Linked DNA regions of Rattus norvegicus: region 1 is linked to region 2. A link is a contact called in public Hi-C data. All regions are on one chromosome and are shown on one strand. The core of a region is the stretch at or near the end of the contact, and the rest is flanking DNA. Distances in the headings are between cores, read along the strand shown.

What was found. A called contact is a pair of places that touch in the nucleus more often than the background predicts.
Region 1: a contact with region 2 is called in a Hi-C map of psoas muscle, with 2.4 times the contacts expected there. The contact joins two enhancer-like sites. A contact is called at or near these places in 2 of 12 Hi-C or Micro-C datasets (Schwann cells and psoas muscle).

The regions. Positions count from the first base shown.
Region 1 is chr12:12,307,743-12,311,738 of GRCr8, reverse strand. No RefSeq gene overlaps it. Among named protein-coding and RNA genes, the nearest start is that of Flt1, 24 kb to the left of the region's middle. Within about 2 kb of position 1,953, at least 16 of the 93 cell types and tissues checked have an H3K27ac peak or open chromatin away from gene starts, as enhancers often do.
Region 2 is chr12:12,221,231-12,225,182 of GRCr8, reverse strand. No RefSeq gene overlaps it. Among named protein-coding and RNA genes, the nearest start is that of Pomp, 12 kb to the right of the region's middle. Within about 2 kb of position 2,107, at least 26 of the 93 cell types and tissues checked have an H3K27ac peak or open chromatin away from gene starts, as enhancers often do.

The DNA of each region.
Region 1 (3,996 bases), core at 704-3,203, 87 kb before region 2:
GAAGGCGAATGCTGTACCAGACTCTGTTACCCGTTACTCTGTTACCCTAAGCCTCACCTTTGCATGGGTTCCCACCGGGATGAGTCAAACCTCTGTTGCCATTAAAAGTTTTCCAAGTGCATTCCTACAGACCACCTTCTTTTTTCCAGGTGTATAAAACCCAGGAAAGGGGTTGGGGATTTAGCTCAGCGGTAGAGCACTTGCCTAGCAAGTGCAAGGCCCTGGGTTCGGTCCCCAGCTCCGAAAAAAAGAAAAAAAAAAAAAACCCAGGAAAAACAATCATTAATTCATTCATGCATTCATTCAAGAAGCAGCGAACAGCTTAGGTTTTTTTTCTCTGGCTTCACTAAGCTCCAACAGAAAACCTACAAGGTGGGAGGAACAAAGCAATTAGAGGGCAATTCAGATGTTACAAAGAGCTCCTCCAAGTGCTTCCCCAGAGAATTTAAGCATTGCTGTATTGTTTTGCAAGACTATTGACCCTCCAAGCTGGGGAAAAGAGAGGCTCAGACTCTGTGTAGTCTGGAAAAAAGTGAAGGTTTGAACTTGAGGCTCAGAAGCTGCTGCCCACATCGGATCTCTTCTGTCAATGAATTGGTAATAACTCAGTTAGGTAGGAAAGGCCTTGAGTCTCCCCAGCCTTCGCCAGTTTGGTCTTAGTAGCATTTGGCATGATGATAGACTCTGAGCTTAAAGGCTGGGCTAGGCTCAGCAGCATGCCAATTGCCTAGTAAGTGTGAGACCTGAACTTTCCCTCCCAACACTGTCAATAAAGAAAGAGATATAAAGACATAGTCTAAAAATGAGGTGCTAAATAACAGGTTCAAAAAAGCTGACTTTCCAGGCAGGTGAGATGGCTTAGCTTAGAAAGGGGCTGGGCCGTCAAGCCTGAATCCCCGAGTTCGATCCTCAGAACCCACGTGGAGGAAGGCAAGAAGTGATTCCCACAAGTTGTCTTCTGACTTTCACCCTTTCGCGGCCACACTGTGGCTTGAGAATGTGCCCTGCCCCTGCCCCTGCCCCTAAAATACACAAAGGTAATGAACAAATTTAATAGCAGCATTTCCATCAAATGTTTTGCATTTTGGAGCAGAAGATTATTGAGGAGTCGAAATACATTTCAAATATAATTCCCCTCCCGTTCTCCCCATCTCCCGCGCCTCTGGATTTGTCTCAAGGAGAGTAACCAACCAACACCACAGCTTAGCGTAGAAGGAAGGCGTGCATAAGTAGTGCATCTAAAGAGGCGGGAAAGTCATAAATACACAAACGTTCTGTGTAGGTTCAACATTTGGGTGTCAGTGTGCTCATCAGTAACTGTGAACAAAGCGAGAGGCAGGGGCGACCAGGGTGGCCAGGAGAGGCCAGAATGTTCGTTCACTTAGTGCGCCTTTAAGTGACAGATCACGTACTGCGTACTAGCCTCCCCACCCCCCACCCCCAATCTAAGTACTATTCTAAAAAAAACCAGAACGACTATATAATTGAGGTCAGGGTGGAAATGAATGTCAAAATAGAACTCCTAAGTGAGATAGGAGGCGCTACTTTTTTTCAAGTTGGTACTAAGCGCTGGACACGTTTCCCCTCACCTCACGCCCTCTCCCCAGCCCCTGCCAGGCCTCCTTGCTAAGCAGTTTCAGCCCTGGGACTAGGGAATGCTAACCAGCGATTTAATAAAACTAGGGTCCGCCCGGGCAGTTCCTCCTATGGCTTGGCGCAGCCAGCCATACCCAGAGATGGGGGTCTCCGGGCAATGGGGAACCCCTCCCGGTAAGTTCGCTTCTGCCCTAGCCCTTGAGGCCAGGGGGACTTGGCACGGCCATCTCCGATGGCCCCAGTGGGAGGGTCACGGCTAAGACACCCGGCCCATCTCATTGTTTCAGGTCTGGCTTCCTCTTCTGGCAGAGGGCAGCGGCGCGCTGAGCGGGAAGGGGCCGGGACGCGGCTGGAGCCCTCGGGATGTCTACCTCTGCTGCTCCTTCCCCTCTCCGGGAGCTCGCGTTTCCCGGGGTGTGTGAGCATTCTCAATAAAAAGGGAAAAGCACCATCCAAGTGAATTTTCCAGCGCTGAGAGGAAATGCTGTTTCCTGCATCGTACAAAACTGGTGCCAATAAGACTGACACAGGAGCCCATTGTCCGGCTAACAATGTGTGATGGGGAAGGGCGCCTGAGAAAATAGACCTGGGGCCACCGTGAGCGTTTGATCCTTCCCAGCAGGGCTAGCCTCTCTCTCTGCCTCTCTCTGCCTCTCTCTCTCTCTCTCTCTCTCTCTCTCTCTCTCTCTCTCTCTCTCTCTCTCTCTCTGTGCGTCGGGGGAGGGTGGTGCGCGTGCGTGTGCAAATGTGTGTTGCGTGCTTGGAGTGTGAGAAGATATGAATCTGCAGGAGTGTGCATGAGCCATAAGCCTTTGTAGGAGTGTCTGTGTGTGTGTGTGTGTGTGACGTGTGTTTGTGTACGATGTGCATGAACCTATAGGCGTTTGTGTGTGTGTCCATGATGGGCCTGTGTGTAGTATCACTATAGGTATGTATGTGTGTGTGTGTATATATATATGTGTGTGTGTGTGTGTGTGTGTGTGTGTGTGTGTGTGTGAATATGTGTGCAACGGTGCTCAGGCTGGTCCACGCACAAAGCATTCCTTTCTTCAGGCTTGTGCACCAGTGCGTCTCCAAATGCTGGAACCGACTGGAAAAGAGCAAAGAAGAACATAGAAACGGAAGGGGGCGGGGGGGGGCAAGAAAGGAAAAACAAACAGTTTCCGGGTCACAGAGCTGCACGTAGAGCTGGTCGGCAAGTTAACCGCCCGCTGCGGCGCTAACCCCCTCCTCCCCCAAGCCTCTCAGTGAGGACGGGTCCCTCACCCCGCCCAGACACAGGTGACTGACTAAAGGCCTGTGTCCCACGAGTGCCCAGCCGGGTACTCGGCGCCCGCAGCCGCTCGAGGTGATGGAGATGGGAGGTGACTGGGAGAGCGCACATCAGCATCGGCCCACCTGGGAGCCCGAGGTCAGGGCCTCGGCCAAAGTGTCACCTCCCCGCCCTCGGCGCTCACGTAGACGCTGCATTCGGGACGTGAAGTGCCGACCCAGGAGCTGCTCCAGCCAGGGCATGGGCTGGGCGATAAACAATCACACAGGATACACAACACCCTGGACTGTCACAAGTCCCTCGCAGGAAAAGATAAATAACATCTGAGGAGGCCGCGGACGCAGCTTCCCGCAGCAGAACAAAAACTTAGGAGAAGTAAACAACAAGGCCGGGGAGAGTTCACACACCAGCTCTGCAAGCTGAGGGAGGCCTCCTCTTTCCAGGGGCCGCTCGCTCAGCCGCTGGTTCCAGTGCAAATGACACACACGCACAAAGGCACGCACATGCGTGGATGGTTCAAAATGAACCCTTTACAATGACTGGTAGAGCAGGGCACGGGGGCAGAAACCTATACTGCATTTCCAAGGCAGGAAGTTGCAGGCCAGCCTCGACTACATACCTGGGCTACATATCAGTATGTACCATACCAATAAACAAGACAGTGGCGGTTGTCACCTTCTCTCCCCCCGACCCGCCCCAACACACACACCCGGGCTCTGCAAGTAAGTATTGGTGCAACAGGCAAGGACTGGGGGTGTGTTTTTCTGTACTGACAGCCTGAGGGTTTCCTGAAAATATTACTGTTTCGTTTCTTTTTTTTTTTTTTTTTTTTTGGAGCTGGGGACTGAACCCAGGGCCTTGCGCTCGCTAGGCAAGCGCTCTACTGCTGAGAGTGCAACCCCAACCCCAATATTACTGTTTCTTAAGCTTTGCTCCTGAAGTCATGGCCAGCAACATGAACTCACCTCAATCCTCTATTCAAACCCAAGAAATTCACATGCCCTGTTAGTACAATAAAATGTGCTCAAGTTGGACCTCACCTTCGATGACCCAGCCAGACCTTCCCTGGCCACTACACACAGATTTTCATCCTTGCCCTACCAGCTCCCACTTTGTCTCCTAGCAAG
Region 2 (3,952 bases), core at 858-3,357:
CGTGAGTGCTGGGAACCTGACCCAGGTCCTCTGCAACAGCACCGAGTCCTCTTAACCTCTGAGGATCTCTCCAGCTCCCGCTCTCTTATTTTATTTTTTTCAAAATGGAAGTCTTAATTGGAAAAGATTTCAACCAAAGCTCAGTAGCCTGAAACGACATTTTCAAAGTGATCTGGATTGTTCTCAAACTGAGTTAAGACCAGTCATTTGACTGCAGATCTCTGTAAAGAATCACAGCTTTCCCAGAATGCTCTCTGTTTGAAAGCCATTTCAAGGTTAGCTTCAGTGTATCTCAGAAAACACTGGCAATCTAAAAACAGACAAAACATGCCTCCCTGAGATTCTCCTCTTTGGTGGTGATTTTTCCCCCATACCTTGCTAGTTTCCTGCTAAGGTGGGTGTGTTAGCATTGGGGGGCTTCCGGCAGCGTTTTAGTATAAGAATGACGAGGCCGTTGTCCAGAGGGGCCCCCTGAGAATCGTGTTTGGGAACAGGCCGACCCCATGAGGTATATTATCTTTGCCACATTTTGCTGCTTTGTGGGAAATTTATTTTTAATCTTTTAACAAAGCCAGCCATGTTTATCTGAAGCGCTGAAAAAACTTTAATAGTTTAAAACAAAAACTTTTAAAAAATAATTAAACCCACAATGAATACTGAAACATGAAAGTCAGGCCGACTGTTACCTTAACAAGAAAGGGCTTCCCAGAGATCAAACAAATACTGTTTGTTTTATTTGCTAATGGCAAATAACAGGTACTTTCACTTTAAGGGATTCAGAGGGTTACTAAAGGAGTCTAGAACTTTCTATCGACCTACTCCCACCAAGACAAAGGTTTCCCACACCTTGGGTTCACAGAGCTGGGAAACGTGCTATCCAGAACGCTTAGAAGGAAGCATATGATTGGTACTCTAGCATGAGCACACTTTATCCAGAATGATGGGGGAGGGGACTCCCCGGGATATTTTTTCCTGTGTAGTGTTTATGCAGCTCAGCTCTGAGCAGTCAGCAGCTGTGTGGCTGCTGCGTCTCTCAAGGACTGAAATTGTTCCCTCAGTGCACCCACTCCCCATGAACCAACTGGCTTTCATACTGTCTTTATCGAGCCTTACTAAGAGTTCCCAGCGCTCGCTCGGGAGGCAGAGGCAGGCAGATCTTGGAGAATTCAAGACCAGCCTGCTCTACAATAGCAAGTTCCAGGCCAGCCAGGGTCACATAGTGAGACACCATCTCAAAAACAGCGTCAGAGGGTAGGAGACCATCGCTTTATAAAGGGAAGATTCAGGAAACACAAACAAACCCAGGACCAAATCCTTTGAGTGGATGAATTGTGGATCAACTACTAGAGTTTTTTTCCTCCCTTCTGGAAACAAACTTGGCTTTGGCTCAACAAAGAGAATATTTTTCAAGTTGTTTTTATTTTTAAACTGTATCCCACGCGTCATACGTAGGCTTTAATCCGATTTCCAGAGCACTTCAGTTAATACGAAGCACAGTTAGCATTCCCATTTAGCCCGAGGCTATGGCTCTCCATATAATGTTGATCTCACCCTTCCTATGGAATGCTGGCCGAAGGCCTGGCTGATTCTGAATGAGGGGAGACTGACACACAGGACACTTGGTGATATCTCTGTGGGAAGGTTCTTTGTGCCCGGTCACATCCTGATCTGCCAAGTTATGAGTGAGGAGGCAGCTGCGGTTCCAATCCCACAACTCCAGCCCAGAAATAGAACGTCAGGTTCTTTTAATACGCACGTTATCTAGATAAAGCTACGTCTGGGACGCCCCTGACAGGTTCTCTGACCTTCGCTTTGTTTCTACAAACTAAATATAGAACCGAGAGTGGCTCTTTTTTTTTTTCTTCTTCTCCCGAGCATCTAAGCGTACAAGGAAATCGGGCTGCTTCTGAAAGGAAAATAAGCCATGTGTCTTCTTGAGAGCCCTTTTGAGGTCAGTAGTTCGGAAGTACAGGGGTCCGAGCAGAAAGGACTGATTTTCTGATTTTTTTTTTTCTGCCCTGCCCTGTGAGTGAAATTCTTCCATGGTGGAGGCGGGGGTGAAAGCATTCATTGTACAAATACTGACTAACCCTCCCGTGTGAAATAACCTCAGGTCCAAGATGATCTCCCACTTGAGCTCCAGAGACCGTGGAAGAAGGAAAATGTGCCACCACCCTCCTCGGCACCCTCCGGGTGACCTAATGACTGCGGGTGCTTGCTGAGAGGTCTGTCTTGCTTGATGTGACCACGGTCATTATTTTAAATGTAGGGGACACGCTGATGGCTGGGCTACCTCAGCCGAGTCCTGAGAGGTGCACGGACAAAGACAGCTTTGTATTTTCAAGGATCTATTCAACTGTGGGGCTGTTCTAAGCTACCACATCTTCGTTACAGGATCTGTTAGACTGCACAGACCACTCCTTCAGGATCTTGTCTTTCCTGATGGTGATTAAGGATGTCTTATGGTGACCAAGAGGGAAACCTAATAGAGGTGAATGAGATTAATGCATCTTTCAAGATTATCTGGGGGTGTGGGCAGGGGAGCCAAAACCAGGGAGCATTTTATCACTGAGTATCAACAACTCAGGCTCCTGCTGGGTTTTGTTTTGTTTTTTCTTTTTTTGGAGCTGGGGACACCCAGGGCCTTGTGCTTGCTAGGCAAGTACTCTACCACTGAGCTAAATCCCCAACCCCTGCTGGGGTTTTTATTTCCTTTTTCTTCCTTGTCTGATTTTTTTTTTTAAACCAGTGTGTGTGTGTGTGTGTGTGTGTGTGTGTGTGTGTGTGTGTGTGCGCGCGTGCGTGAGTGCACTCCAGTGCACATATGGCACATGCATATGCCGTGCACGTATGGTGAATTATGTGTTTGTGTGAATGTATGGTGTGTTTTGTGAATATGTCTGTGGTTCGGTAGTGTGTGCTTGTGTGGGCGTGTATGGCCTATGTGTGAGGGAGTATGATGTGTGCCCGTGGTGTATGTGTTTGTGTGTGTGGTGCGTGTCTGTGCGTATATGTCTATGTGTCTATGGTATATGTGTATGGCTATACATGTACCATTTACGTGTGTGAGTGCGTATGCTGTGTGCATGTGGGGGGGATATGTGTCTGCACATTCATGTGAACACAGATATGTGTACACGTAGCGGCCAGAGGACAACCTCAGATGTTCATTCTCGACTTGCACCTGGTGTGAACAAAAGTCTTTTGCTTGGCTCTGTGTACACCAAACTAAGTGGCCCGTGAGCTTCCAGAAATCCTGTCTTGCCTCCTATCTTACACAGAAGTGTTGGGATTCTAGATCTATGCATCTGTGTCTGGCTTTGTGTGGATCTGGGGCGCTGGGCTCAGACTCGTGCGTTTGTACGAGCCTCTACCCTCTGAGCCACCTGAGCCCTTTAAGGTATTTTGCTTTTGTTTTGTTTTTTTTGTGTGTGAATGTAGTGTGTGTGTGTGTGTGTGTGTGTGTGTGTGTGTGTACATGCATGTGTGTGTGTACATGCACGTGTGTGCACATGGAAGCTAGAGGTTGATGCCTTCTGGCTTCAACTGCACTTTATCTCATCTTTTGGAAAAGGTTCTCTAACAGAACCATGCTCGCCACTGATTGGCCAGCCAGCCTCAGGAATCTCCCTGTTTCTCCAATACTCCTGCCCCAACTGTCTGCACTACCCCTGAATTACTGATGCACTTGGCCACCTAGCTTTCTTAGGTGGAAGCTAGGATCTGAATTCTTCTATTTTCTTGCAGCCTGACAAGCATTTTATGCAGAGCCACCTCCCAGCCCTGCTTGCCCGTTTTGAGATAGCATCTCATCCCGTAACCCAGGCCGGCCTTGAACCCAGGGCAGTTATTTCGCTTCAGTCTGCCTCCTACCCCAAGTGCTGGGATTTCAGGAGTGAGCCCTGAGACCTGGATCACTATTTGGGGTTCCACTGTAATGAACTGCCTACTT